Linked DNA regions of Sus scrofa: all the other regions are linked to region 1. The links are chromatin contacts, called in public HiChIP or PLAC-seq maps. All regions are on one chromosome and are shown on one strand. The core of a region is the stretch at or near the end of the contact, and the rest is flanking DNA. Distances in the headings are between cores, read along the strand shown.

The links. HiChIP or PLAC-seq counts read pairs in DNA pulled down with a chosen protein or histone mark.
Region 2: a contact with region 1 is called in an H3K27ac HiChIP or PLAC-seq map of skeletal muscle. The contact joins two enhancer-like sites. A contact is called at or near these places in 3 of 47 Hi-C or Micro-C datasets (embryonic fibroblasts, mesenchymal stem cells and omental adipose tissue) and 2 of 2 datasets of contacts at active chromatin or transcription factors (alveolar macrophages and skeletal muscle).
Region 3: a contact with region 1 is called in an H3K27ac HiChIP or PLAC-seq map of skeletal muscle. The contact joins two enhancer-like sites. A contact is called at or near these places in 24 of 47 Hi-C or Micro-C datasets (alveolar macrophages, blood, brain and 14 more) and 2 of 2 datasets of contacts at active chromatin or transcription factors (alveolar macrophages and skeletal muscle).

The regions. Positions count from the first base shown.
Region 1 is chr14:42,015,071-42,019,650 of Sscrofa11.1, forward strand. It overlaps SSH1 (protein phosphatase Slingshot homolog 1), which reads left to right. Exons shown (of 16, transcript XM_001929329.5): 12 at 290-436; 13 at 2,218-2,418. Among named protein-coding and RNA genes, the nearest start is that of CORO1C, 45 kb to the right of the region's middle. Within about 2 kb of position 1,826, at least 10 of the 83 cell types and tissues checked have an H3K27ac peak or open chromatin away from gene starts, as enhancers often do. A contact at or near this core is called in fetal skeletal muscle and skeletal muscle, where this site is marked.
Region 2 is chr14:42,106,240-42,110,699 of Sscrofa11.1, forward strand. The region is part of intron 2 of CORO1C (coronin-1C); the gene reads left to right. Among named protein-coding and RNA genes, the nearest start is that of CORO1C, 46 kb to the left of the region's middle. Within about 2 kb of position 1,347, at least 75 of the 83 cell types and tissues checked have an H3K27ac peak or open chromatin away from gene starts, as enhancers often do. A contact at or near this core is called in skeletal muscle, where this site is marked.
Region 3 is chr14:42,125,547-42,129,970 of Sscrofa11.1, forward strand. The region is part of intron 3 of CORO1C (coronin-1C); the gene reads left to right. Among named protein-coding and RNA genes, the nearest start is that of SELPLG, 31 kb to the right of the region's middle. Within about 2 kb of position 1,260, at least 37 of the 83 cell types and tissues checked have an H3K27ac peak or open chromatin away from gene starts, as enhancers often do. A contact at or near this core is called in fetal skeletal muscle and skeletal muscle, where this site is marked.

The DNA of each region.
Region 1 (4,580 bases), core at 576-3,075:
CTTTGCAGTGCTTTGGACTGAGCCTTCTTTTTGTAAGTTTTTATACAGAAATTTGTTTTTTGTTAGAAAAGTGATGTATTTTTATCATATAGAGGGCATTTAGAAGATAACAAAAAAAAAAAAAAACCACAATGAGGGAAAAACAAAAGTCCCCCCATACAAACACAGACCCTTTTTAAATGTGTATAAAGACATTAGTCTTTGCTCGGTTTTTTTGTGACTTTGTATTTTGTCAATCTTTGTTCTGATTCTCCAAATTCGTTCTTTTTTTTTTTTTTTCTCATTGCAGTGTTGACTACATTTTAAATGTCACTAGAGAAATCGATAACTTTTTCCCTGGCTTATTTGCATATCATAACATCCGAGTCTATGACGAAGAGACTACAGACCTCCTCGCCCACTGGAACGAGGCGTACCATTTTATAAACAAAGCAAAGTAAGTGGGCAGAGAAACCAGAGAACCAGGCTGGGGAAGAAGCTGACTGGCAGCTGCCAAGTGGGCAGACATCAATGGTGACCTCAGACACAGCCCACAGCCACCTCCTTGCTTGAGGGGCCTGGGATGTGTGATGGGCCTGTGGTTTTAGACCATAAGACCCCAGGCACCGAAGGGACTAAGTTGTTGATTTTCTCCAGCTCTTCTCTCCCACCTATCGTGACATTTGACCCCCATTTCTTCACCAGCAGTGGCTCCAGGCAGGGGCCCCTTACAAAATGGACACCCTGGGAGCTTGGCCATGGGGAGTCTCTGAGCCACAGGACAGAGTAGGGCGGGTGTGTCATACCTGACTCAGAGCACCTTTGGGGCTACCTCCCTATAGGGATCCACTCGGACAGATGCCCTGAGATATGGCCCACCTCCATCTGAGTCACTGCCACTCCTGTTCCCATAGAATGGAACAGAGGTGGTCCCCGGCTGCCCAGGCCCAGGCCTGTTACTACTGTGACCCGTCTTTTGTCCTCACCTTATCTTCCTGTAGAACAACTCTGCCTTACTTAGGTCAGGACTAGAAAGAGACACCTCTTTGAGATGCTGTGAAGTGACATCCCCTCTTTTGCTTTGCACCCCTCCAGATCAGAGCTTAAGGAGTTCCTCTTGTGGCTCAGTGTGTTAAGAACCCCCACAAGGGTGCTGGTTTGATCACTGGCCTCTCTCAGTGGGTTAAGGATCCCGGGTTGCCGTGAGCTATGGTATAGGTTGCAGACACAGAGTGGCTGTGGCTGTGGCGTGGGCTGGCAGCTACAGCTGTGGTTCTACCCCTAGCCTGGAAACTTCCATATGCCCAGGTGTGGCCCTAAAAAGCAAAAACAAAGAAAAAGAAAAGAAAAAAAATGTTCTATAGTGTAGGACTAAATCTTCGTTCCCTTGGTCCTGAGGATAGACTTCAGCAGTCCAAAAAAAAAAAAACCCCAAACCCACTGGGATTTAAGGGTAAATTTTAAGCCTGGGGTATAGGAAAGGAGCCTGCTCCCACCTAACAGATAGGCTGCCTCTAATGTAAACAGGCAAGCAGGCCGGCCATCCTACCTCCTGTACAAATAAAGTTTCACATGTGTAGCTCTAACCAGCCTGGTGCCCCCTCACACTTTTGAGCTGGCGACATCCAGAGAAAGTATTCCTGGTCTTACCATGTCTGCTAAATCAGCCCCACCCAGGCCGGGACCGCCTCCTTACAAAAAGCCTATCGGCCCATCTGTTTTCTGTGGCTTCTCTCTGGTGGCTGGTCAAGTGCTGCCGGCCTCATGCTGGCTCCTTGACCCTCCTGTCTGCCAAGGATCTCTCTCTCCCAAGGGCCTTGCGGCTTTTAGTTCACTGACCTCATTTTTCTACACTAACCCGTCCCCCATCTCCATCTGCTCTGGCAGCCGAGTAGCTTTTGCGGTTACCCCTGCGCTGCCCGATTGCTTCTTGCCCAAGGGGCTCTGATCTCCTTCCTGGCCTATCCCAGCCACATGGGGAGACTCCCCCTTGTCCCTGAAGTTGCCCCAATTGGGGAGCTCTCCCCCCACAAAATTTGGCCAGATTTATCTCGCTTTCCCATTGTATGCTAATTAATTTTGCAGCAAAGTCATTTCCTTTGGAGGGTATGTGGACGTCTGCTGTATAAACATCAGGACCTGGGAGGGTTTGGGCAATGAGAGAACTTTAGGGTTAAAAAAAAAAAATCCATTGCATCATTCTCCTGCTACCCCAACCCCCACCCCCCACCACTGCAGGAGGAACCATTCCAAGTGCCTGGTCCATTGCAAAATGGGTGTCAGTCGCTCGGCATCCACGGTCATAGCGTATGCCATGAAGGAATTTGGCTGGCCCCTGGAGAAAGCATACAACTACGTGAAGCAGAAACGCAGCATCACGCGTCCCAATGCGGGCTTTATGAAGCAGCTGTCTGAGTATGAAGGCATCTTGGACGCCAGGTGGGTGCCCATCTGCAGAGAAGATCTGGCAGAACCGAGCTCCAGAAGGCCTGCCGGCAAGCCAGCCAAGGCCGCCCGCTGTCCATACACCCAGGTGCTCCCGCTCGGCCTGGTGGTGGCACAGCCAAAATTCTGCCTCTCTCAGGGGCAGCCAGTTTGAGAAAAACAGCCATTGTTTGGGGTCTGATTAGTGGTTTCCAGGAGGGATTGTTTTGACTGTGTCGTCACACACTCAAAGCTGTTTCTCGGCTGGAGGGACTGGTGCGCAGCTTCTGATCCACAGCATGACTGTGTGAGGCTTGGGTGCGAGGCTGCCCAGTTTCCTGAGCATCCACTCTGTGCCAAGCTCTGAGCCAGACCTTGCTGCAGGGCAGCTCCAAGGATTGCAGGGGCAGACCTGCGCCCATGCCGTCGAGCTGTTCCAGCCTTATTCCCCATTTTTTGAGTTAGGAACCTATCCTCCCAGTAGGGCTGTTGGGAGCTTTCCATGAAGATTCTTCGCTAGACCCAGCTTGCAGTCGATGATGACACAGCTGCTTTTATTTTATTTTATTTTTAGGGCCACACCCATGGCATATGGAAGTTCGAATCGGACCTACAGCTGCCAGCCTGTACCACAGCTCACGGCAATGCTGGTTCCTTAACCCACTGAGCAGGGCCAGGGATTGAACCTGCATTCTCATGGATACTATGTCAGGTTCTTAACCTGCTGAGCCACAACAGGAACTCCTTTTAAATCTGCTTTTAAATCTCTAACCACCGCCCCTGCCCCCCCACACACCACAAAAAAGGTCTACAAAGGACAGATGATCCTCCCTTTTATGGCGGAAGGTATAAAGAACTGACCCTAGAAGTTAACATGTCCCATATCATATATATACCTGGCAGTGGGGCCAGGTCTTGTTGGCCTTCAGGGCTCTGGTGCAGAGAGCCCCCCAGTGATCCTGCGCCACAGAGGGGGCCCCATTGACCCCAGGCAGATCCCTGCTGGATTCCAGGACTCACTGTCTCCCTGTTCTTTTTCTCTTCAGTCTGTTTGAGACCTCCCTGGCTATTTCAGCCCAGTATTGTGAGGAAGCCACAGGCTGAGTCCACTGGCTTTGTGGCCACATGTGGGGAAGCAGGAGTGTCCTGTTGGGTCTGGAGGACAGCCCTGGACTCCTTACTGTCAGCCACAGAGCAGCTGGACAGATGGGCGGAGGGCACATCCTGCTCTTACCTCCTTGAGCCCTTTAGGGATTTGTAGCCTAACCAAGCCTTTCAAGGCCAGGTTCACAGCTGCAGAGCGTTGACCTTAAATTATAGCCCATCATCCAAGGGCCCTCTTGGCCTTGCCTGGAACATGCACACAAAGCAGGCAGCCATGAATGACTGTGATACTCCCTCTCGTACAACGAGAGCGCATCCTTAGTTGACGGGTCTGTTTATGTTTCTTCTTCTCTCCTCTTAACTCCCCAGCCCTAAGATGCTGGTGATCCTCCAAGGTTCATAAGGCGACTCATTGACCTTATTTTATTATAAGCCTTTTGTCTTTGTTCTTTAACCCTTACATTGAAAAAATATGTTGTAGAGTTCCTGCTGTGGTGCAGTAGGATCGTCGGTGTCTCTGCAGCACTGGATCATAGATTTGATCCCCAGCCCATCACAGTGGCATTGTTACAGCTGTGGCTCCAATCTGATCCCTGGCCTGGGAACTCCATATGCTGCGGAGTGGCCAAAAAAGAAAAAAATAGCAATTTAAAAATAAAAAAAAAATATTATAAAAATAATACCACAGTATTAGCAGACACATTTTAAAAACTGACCTATAGGAGTCCCCTGGTGGCCTAGCAGTTAAGAATCTGGCATTGTCTCTGCTATGACTCCCTGGCACAGCCAAACAAAACAACAGCAACAAACTGATCTGTAATCTCTGACCCACACAAATATTTCCAATTTTCTGACATCTTCCCAGCTTTATTCAGGTGCATTACATGTTTCCATTGTCACGTTAATGTGCATAAATCTTCACCGACTCTCTGCTTTGATCCACCTCACCTTCCCATGAGAGGATGCACATTCTTATTTAACAAATGGGGAAACGGGGGAAGAGAGGTGGAACCTAAGTGGCGTGACCAGGTTCACCAGATGAGCTGGGACACTAGGACCGGATTAGGATCTCA
Region 2 (4,460 bases), core at 97-2,596, 91 kb after region 1:
CTTGGTCTGTAGCCTGCCTCACGAGGAGACAGCAGCAGCGATGGAGTTGCAGCATTTCACATCATTGTGGGCTTCCTCTAAGCACCAGGCGCTGTTCTAAGAAGGGCCTTCTTTCACAGACTGGTTCAAAAGGAATGGCAGTCCCCTGATGGTGCTTTTCTCTGCACCCCGGTCACTGCCAGCACCTGCTGGATTTGCATTGGCTGCACCTCCCCCTTACTGTACGGCTGCTGACAGGCAATTTCCATTCCCACAAATAGCGGTGCTCCATTTTGGACGAGGGTGACAGGGCCTGTAGCCTTTTGTATAGATGGGGACCTTGGGCACAGGGTAGTGGAAGGGGCAGGGGAGTGTATTCCTGCCGGTGTCCTGGTGTGTCCTGGGATGCTCACTCACCGCCTCCTGGAATAGATGCTGTGTGTTGCGCTGAGCACCTTCACTGTCGGTGGTCTGGGCCGGGAAAGGCTGGGGGTGGGCGGTGGAGGGTGCAGGGGGAGGGCACCAGGTGCAGAACAATGACTTCCAAATTATGTCCCGAGCTGCCAGCCCTGCGAGCACTGCACGGCCTCATTACCACATGAAGCACCACAGAAGGGCCTTTTCATCTTCTCCCAGTGGCTGTTTTCCACAGTCTTGCTGGGGGCTGGGGTGGGGAGGGGACACCCTCCTCACCCCAGTTAACAATGGAGCACAAAGTCCTGGCAGGAGGAACCTCACAATGTGCCCTGGAGCTATTTTTGATTCCTGCGAGTGGCTGTGACTCAGAGTGTGCCCTGGCTCCCCCTCCCCTCCCCCCTGCCCTGGGAGATGAGCAGCCGCCTGTCCTTTGTGCGTTTCCTTGGCCGCTTCTGCGGCTGCTGCAGTTCACTGATATGTCCACAGCAGCCGGCCCGCAGGCCTGACAGGGCTCTGACAGTGGTTTTTACCATATATGGCCATCAGAGCACTGGGGCTGTCAGCCGGCCAGGATAATTTCCTTCCTTTGCTTTGATTGGCTGCAAGGCGGCTCAGAGAATGGTGGGATCCGGGAGTGTGTGGTGAAGGGAAGCCACTGAGTCAAGTGCAAAGAACGTTTAACTCTTTCCTGGTTATCCAAGTACACCGGCAAGTGCTGCCAGTTGAAGCCTCAGAGTGTAAACGTGATGATAACCCAAGCGGGGGAAGCAAAGAGCAGGTTTCCGAATACCGATCACTAAAATAGACTTGGTTCAGTGGACAAATTTCTGCCGACCTAGTTTGTCCAGAAGCCTCTTTATAACCATATGTAGAAAATGTTCTGCTCTTCCACATTGAATACGTGCTAGCTGGGGGTGGGAACTGAGCTGAGCCTGGGAGGGAAGGCCAAGTCAGGAGGGCGGGGGCTGGAGCACGTGTTGGCTTTCTCAGAGGAACAGGGACTTGGGTTTCCTTTCTGGCTGAGCTTTAAGTTGTGAGTAAATGATACAGGCTACTGAATTGGGTCTGTGCTCTGGTCTTCCTGCTTGTTTACAACCTCTGCAAGATGTGAGCTGCCTAGGCCATGTAGCCCAAGGCTTTTGCCCAAAGAAAAAAAAATTTTTCTGTCTCTCATGCCCCAGTTCAAGGGAGGTAGTTTTCTTCTGAGGCTTGTGGGTAAAGCAGTGCAGAGCTAGATATTGGGAAGGTAGCTCTGGAGCTTTTCATCATTCACAGGGGTCCCATGGGAGGAATCTCCATTGTCGTTGGAGATGACGCTCAGTCCAAATGGTTAGGCAACCAGTTTCTCTCCTTTTGCATTGGATAGCGAAGGCTTTGTTTTAATTTCCTACATTTTCACTTAGATCCATAGTTCTTTTCGCCGTCTAGCTTTTCTTTTTCTGTTTTTTTTTTTCCTTTCTAGGGCTGTACCCGAGGCATGTGGAATTTCCCAGGCTAAGGCTCCGACTGGAGCTGCAGCTGCCAGCCTACACTACAGCCACAGCAACTCGGGATCTGAGCTGTGTCTGTGACCTACACCACATTTCACAGCAACGCTGAGGCCAAGGATTGAACCTGCATCCTCATGGATACTAGTCGAGTTCTTAACCTGCTGAGCCGTAACAGGAACTCCTAGCTTTTCCTTTCAAGCTGAATTGTATTTTGACTAAGTTGTATCTCGTCTTGGGTTCCTAGTTTTATTTGTTCTCAGACCCAAAAGATCTTATGGAATTAGTCGTCTGCAGTGATGAGGTTTTCTGCTTTATGAATTTTTTTTGTTAGGTCAGGAAATTAGGAAATAGAGCTTCTCCATTTCCTGTTGCATATTTAGGCATGATTAAGGAAATGCCAACTCTTCTACTCTTATGCTTTGTGATAATAAAATATCTATAGTTTTACAGTAACTTCCCTCAAGTTCTTAATGGACTTTTAAAATGGTCTATTCATTGTTAAACCCAGTTTTTAAAGAGGACCTGTGATGCCAAAATGGTTTGCTTGGCATTGTCACTTGTGGCCATAAAGAATGTTCCTTTTGCTCCTAGGCAGGTGAGGTCTCTGCAGAGCCATGCTGCCTCTCCCCGGCAGCTTTAGTTGCTGGCTTACTTTACAGGACCGGGTAACCCAATCTGTGTGTTCTATTCCACAGTACCTCCTCTTACCCTCAAGGTTGGCGTTTCTTGTTGCCTTAAAGTAAAACCTCCTCGGGATGTTTTATTCCTTCATCTAGAGCTGTTACTTTCAGTGACCGGCCTGTCAGCAGGTCCTGGACTGTGAGCATCAGTCTTCCTGGTCCCACAATCACAGTCACTATAGCTCCTCCCCATGGAGGAGCAGGGCCTAAGGAGACTTCAGTGAAACATGTATCCACATAAATACACTGTTCCAAGAAAAAGGAAGTTGGAAAAAAGGAAAACCCACTTCAATAGATATCCTTTTTTTATTCCTTTGAACTCTGTGCAGTGTGAATGGAGCCCTTATGCCCAGGCTGCAAATTTTTCCTTTGCTTCCGAGCACATGTTTGACTTGCCATTTTCCTTGCTGAGAGTTCAAGAGCTCTCACTGTGTTACTCCAAGGCCAGTAATGAGTTACTATCTGTGACTGTGAAAAGATCTTTTAATGTATGGACAGTGTGATAAAGCTGTTGAACTTTGGACACACCAAGTGATTTTGATCAGCCTCCCCCTCCCCCAATGAAAACTTATAGAAATATTAAGTAGAGATGAGCAGTCTGGGGGAAAAAGTCTTTGTTCCTTGAGTCAAGATGGGGAAGGGGCTGTTTGGGCCTTCCATCTGAGGGTGGTGTATCCAGTCTGGATAATAAGCACAGATTATAATAATGGATTATAAAGTGGCTGAAAAAAAAGACTGCAGGTTAGAGTTTGGGAGAAAGGTCCTGGGAGCTGCCTGTGCTGGACTGGCTAAGGGAGACAGCCTAGGAAGCAGTCAGAGCCCAGTGCCCAGGGACAGTTTGTGCTGCTACGACTGAGCTCCAGAAAGTAGACTAGGAAAACCCTATATGTGGAACACCTGAGCATCTTAGAGGGAATACTGGATTTGACTGATGAAATTAGTGAGCATTACTTTTTGACACCATGGGAGTTTTTAACTTTGTGGAAACATATGTCAGTCATGAGACGGAATAAGCCTGCCAGCTAAAGTGTTGTGTGGCTTTGACCAAATGTTGCTTTTGGAAGGAATCAATAATGGTTGGATCAATACTCCTTGGCATCAGTTTGCTAGCATCTTCAGCTAATGTTGAACAAGTTAATGGGTGTATCGAAAACAATTACCATGCAAGGGTCAGTCTTCCATTAAGAAGCAATCATTCTGAATGATTGATGCAAAGATCATATTGGAAGCATCCCCGTGTTGTATTTTGAAACTCTGGGAGGGTGAAAATGTCTGCTGCTACACCTAATACACCATTAGCTCCCTAGAAAACACATCCCAGAGTGGAACTCCTTTATGGAGACATCTGTGAGATTGATGTACATATCTGTTTATATATAAGAGATTTTTTTTTTTGATTGCATGGCGTGTAGGATGAGTGCACTTCTTAAACATGGATTTCTTTTTGAAAAGGGGCAAATAAGTAAGATATACTGTTAGATGTATGTGGAAGCAATTGTGATTTCCTATTGAAACTAATGGGAAATACTTTTACAACTGGAAATATAATTTCATAAGAGTTACATGGAATTTTGTATGCATAAGGAGGAATGTTAAAATTGCAAACATTCCTTCTTAGAGCAGTTATATAAAAATATGTATTTACTGTTGCTTAAATTTTAATTTTTTTTTTTACTTCCCCTCCCAGAAAAAGTCTGTAGGAGGGAAGTATTGCCTACCTGTAGGTTTAGTTGAAGCATCCGTAGTCTCTGGGAGCTCTTGCTGAGTCTTTCGGCTACTATGAAATTTTTGAGGACTTACCCAAACCCAAACGAGATGATAGTGCTGGTGTCTAGGTGGTTTCCCACCACCATGAGGGCTGCTGGCTGGAACGTGTCAAAGCCATCAGCCTCAG
Region 3 (4,424 bases), core at 10-2,509, 110 kb after region 1:
CCTAGCCCAGTAGCAAGTTCTTGGTGGGTGATTAAAATAGAGAAGCAGTGTTTGGAAACACTCTGTGTTTTGTTTGCTTTCAATTTGTGCTGTGTTGGAGAAATAAAACCATCAAACAAGTTTATACTTTAAAATCACTACTTGAGAGAAAGCCACTTTTTAAAATCTTCCTCATTGTGTCCTTGTTAGAATGCTTCTCTTGCCCTATCCTTTTTCCATATTCAGAAATTCATTTGGGACAAGGATGCCAGTGAGGCAGTGGTTCCTGAACGTGTGCTTAAAAGTTGTATTTTTCCAGAACCTTGTTTGGGTTTTCACCGATTGATTCACTTTTTCATCTGGAAGCCCTAGGGACTGATGGTGTTTTTTTCCCTTTCTTTCAAAGCAAAACAAGACCTAATGTTACTATAGTAATGTGTTGTCCATGTAAAACATTCCAGACATACACAGTACTTTTTAAGAAAAGCAAAGAAAAAACCCAAGAGGAAAGAGGATAGCTTGGAGTGCTTGCCGTGCTGCGATGCACAGCAGAGGATGCTGGATGTCCGTTTGCCTTTCTACTCACCACATATGTTTTTGCAAAAGCTGATTGGTATTAACGTACTAACTGGCCGTGGAGCTGAGAAAAGCTAAGGGACCAGCCTAGAGATCAGAGCTGATCTCATTTGTGCTAATTGGCCCAGGCACTAGCTAGAGCTTTCACACATAGGATATCTTGGACATAAATTAGGTAGTTGGGTACAGGGCTGCATTAATTTAAAGGCAAATTAATTTCATTCCACAGAATCCTGACATTCAGATGTAAAATACATGTTGAGGTCATAGTGGTCACAGTTATAGCAAGAAAAGTAATGGTGAACATGTAGTAGATCTTTTTATTTGCCACGCGCTGTTTGAAACCTTTATGTGGTGACTATATTTAATCCTTGTTAACAGCACAATAAGGCAGGAGTATGTCCCGCTTTACCGCTCAGGAAGCACAGGCCCAAGGAGTGACGATTTTGTCAAAGGTCACCCTGTTTGCGGTATTTCCCATTCGGGTAGTGCTTGGGGGTGCAGCGTGATTCAACTCGTTTGACCTTTCCAGTTACCCCTGAGGAAGCAGAGCTGATGCTGTCCCCAGTACCATGCAGGGAAGTCAAGGCTTTCAGGAGTAAGGTCCTTTCTTAATGCTGACGTAGCCAGTTGGTGTCCAGCCCTGACAGGAGCCCATGTCTTCTGACAGCCAGGTCAGGTCCTTTCCACCACCACCCTGGGCTGTGTCCCAGGTTACACACAAGAAACCGGACAGGGACTGAATGGGACTCCACATGACCTCTTCAGTCTGTGGAAGGCCATTCCTGGCAGCAGCAGAGAGCATGTGACAACAGGCCTGTGAACAGGGCCAGCAGGCACTGACCAGGGGGGCGTTGGCCTCGTGTGGAAGGACTTACAGATGTGCGGCTCTTCCCCAAGGCCCACTGGAGAACAAGCTGCCTTTATTCCCAGCACAGGCCAGAGTGCCCGGTGTCTTTGCGTTTCATCACACAGGCTTTGCTGTCACTGTGTCTTCCCGTGGGAATCCTTGTGCCTGTGTTGTCTTTTATACGTGGTGCTTTTCCCCGTCATGCCCCTCAGCCAGCCTTTTTGGAGCATCTACTCTTTAGAAAATTGCTCTCTGCGTCTGTGTTTTTTGCTTTTAAACTGGATACTTGATTTCCTTCCTTCCTTCTCCCATTTCATCTTTCCTGCTTCCACCTGTCACCTAACTCCTATTCATCCTTAGAGGTTGTCTCCTCCGGGAGCCTTCCTGGATGTACCAAGCTTCGGTAGCAAGAAGGTAACCTAATTTTTACTCAGCACTGAGCTTACCCGAGCGTCACACTGGTGACGTAGACTGTGGTTTCCTAGTGAAAAGGACATGTAATAACCACAGCTAACACTTAACCCACAGCCTGCCTTAGCATTATTCTGAGTGCTTTGTATTCATGTTACCACATTGGTCTCCAGACACGCCCAGTGAGGACAGGTTCATTATTATAGACTCATTTTATAGATGAGGAAACTCAAAGCCCCAAATGTTTAGGTGAATGTCCCCAAGGTCCTGCAGCTGATAGCAGAATCAGGATATTCCTCACCCCTGCACTGCATTGGAGGTGACTGTGTGCCAGGCAGTGTTAATGCATTTAATCCTCAAAGCAGCCCTAGGAAGTACAGGTCCTGATTCTTCCCTGCGCAGTGATGTTGAGCTCTTTGCCCAGGACCATCACAGTAAGAGGCCCCAGGCAGGATCTGCACCAAGGTCTCTGGCTTCAGAGCCCTTGCTCCAGCCAGCTGCTTGTCTTTGCTGTCTGGCTTCCAGTCTCATAGACACCTCTGCTTTTTTAGATTGTAAACCCCTTGAGAGCGGAGCCTGTGTTATCCTTCCCTCCTTGCCTGGTAACAGGCCTGTGCTGTGGTGGTTACTCAAGGAAAGAGCTACATGGCTGAGTGACTGAGATCGTGAGATGGGTTAGGTGCCTGGATGAAAATGCATAAGCCTTGTTGAGGAGACCATTGAATCTGCCAAAAGTGAGACAGAGGAGGGACAGAGAGGTTTCTCGTTTTCAAAATTGCATAATAAGCGTTTTGCTCCATCAAAATCTCCTGGCAATCCAAGGAAAAGATGAAACTAGAGAAAGGAGAAGATGAAGTCCTGTTATGAGCTCTACTTCCACCCTCATATTTAAGCAGGAAATGCTGGTTATATCCAAAGCCTCCCATCACTCCACGCCTCATTAGGGATTTAGAAAAGGCACTATTTAATCATGGTGGGTCAGGCACTGAAGGTTTTACGATCCCTGTGGGAAAAATCCAGCAGCCAGTGGTCACACTGCCATCTGGAGGCGTCAGGTGGTATATCACTACTCTTTCTGTTGTAAGCGTGGGTCAGAATTCGTCTTGCAAAATGCATTTCCTGTTGAGTCACCAAAGTCCTGTTTCATAATTGTTCCTCTCCCGACTTTGTGCTTTGATCAAATCATTAGTTGTTTTCTGTTCCTTCTGTTCAAAATTTTAGTCCTGTTTTATATTCAGATAACCAAGTTCAGTGTGGAGCAGTTTTACTGATCATAAATCCTTGAATAAAAATGGTGCGTATCAGGGTGAAAGCAAAGAGGTAATGATGGATGGTAGCAGATGCCCATTCCCCCAGGGGAGAGGGGCCTGGGTCAGAGTCTGCCCCTTTCGGTGGAGAGAGGCAGTGGTCTGGGGGAGGGGTTAGGGGAGGCCAGGTAGATTCCTAGATTCCTTTTGCCTCTCGTGCTTGCTCACATCTGCCTTGTCATCATCATCATCATCATCATATTTTAGGGCCTCACCCATGACATATGGAGGTTCCCAGGCTACGGGTTGAATCAGAGCTGCAGCTGCCAGCCTACACCACATCTGCGACCTGCACTACTACAGCTCACAGCTATGTCAGATCCTTAACCTGCTGAGCGAGGCCAGGGATTGAACCCACATCCTCATAGATACTGGTTGGGTTCGTTACTGCTGAGCCACCATGAGAACTCCTTTTTTTATTTTTATTTTTATTTATTTATTTATTTATTTTTGTTTTTTGTCTTTTTTGTTGTTGTTGTTGTTGCTATTTCTTGGGCCGCTCCCGCGGCATATGGAGGTTCCCAGGCTAGGGGCCGAATCGGAGCTGTAGCCACCGGCCTACGCCAGAGCCACAGCAACGCGGGATCCGAGCCGCGTCTGTGACCTACACCACAGCTCACGGCAACGCCGGATTGTTAACCCACTGAGCAAGGGCAGGGACCGAACCCGCAACCTCATGGTTCCTAGTCGGATTCGTTAACCACTGCACCACGACGGGAACTCCGAGAACTCCTTTTTTTAAATGTTTTTTTTTTTTTTTTAATTTTTTCGGCTTTTTTTTTTTTTTTAACTTTTATTTTTTTGATCACAGCGTTCAGCACCTTGATGTGGGATCTTAGTTCCTAGATCAGGGATTGAATGTGGTGCCACAGCAGTGAGTGCGAGTCCTAACCACTAGACCACCAGGGAACTCCCTGCCTTGTTGAAAATTTGTTGAATGAGCATTCAGGAGAAATTAAGTGATGTCCTAAACTGAGGCCCTCAAAAGGCAGGTTTATGAATGATCATGTAATTCATGACTTTGCTGCATTCTTCAGGATGGCAGGCAGACTTTTTGTTGTGATTTTTTGTGGGACAGCAGAACTGAGCTGAACCCTAACCACTCCCAATCCAGACTCTGCCTTCCACTGAGCGATTGAAAACAGACAGTTGTTTGTCTCCTCCTTAGAAATCCCCAACAAAGGAAAATTCTGTTTCTCACTTGTTCCACTGTTGAGCATGAGTTTTTCACTGGCAAGTGCTAAATTTCTTATGAACTAGTTCCCTAAAATCTTTTTTTGGTAGAAAATTTACTTGTTTTT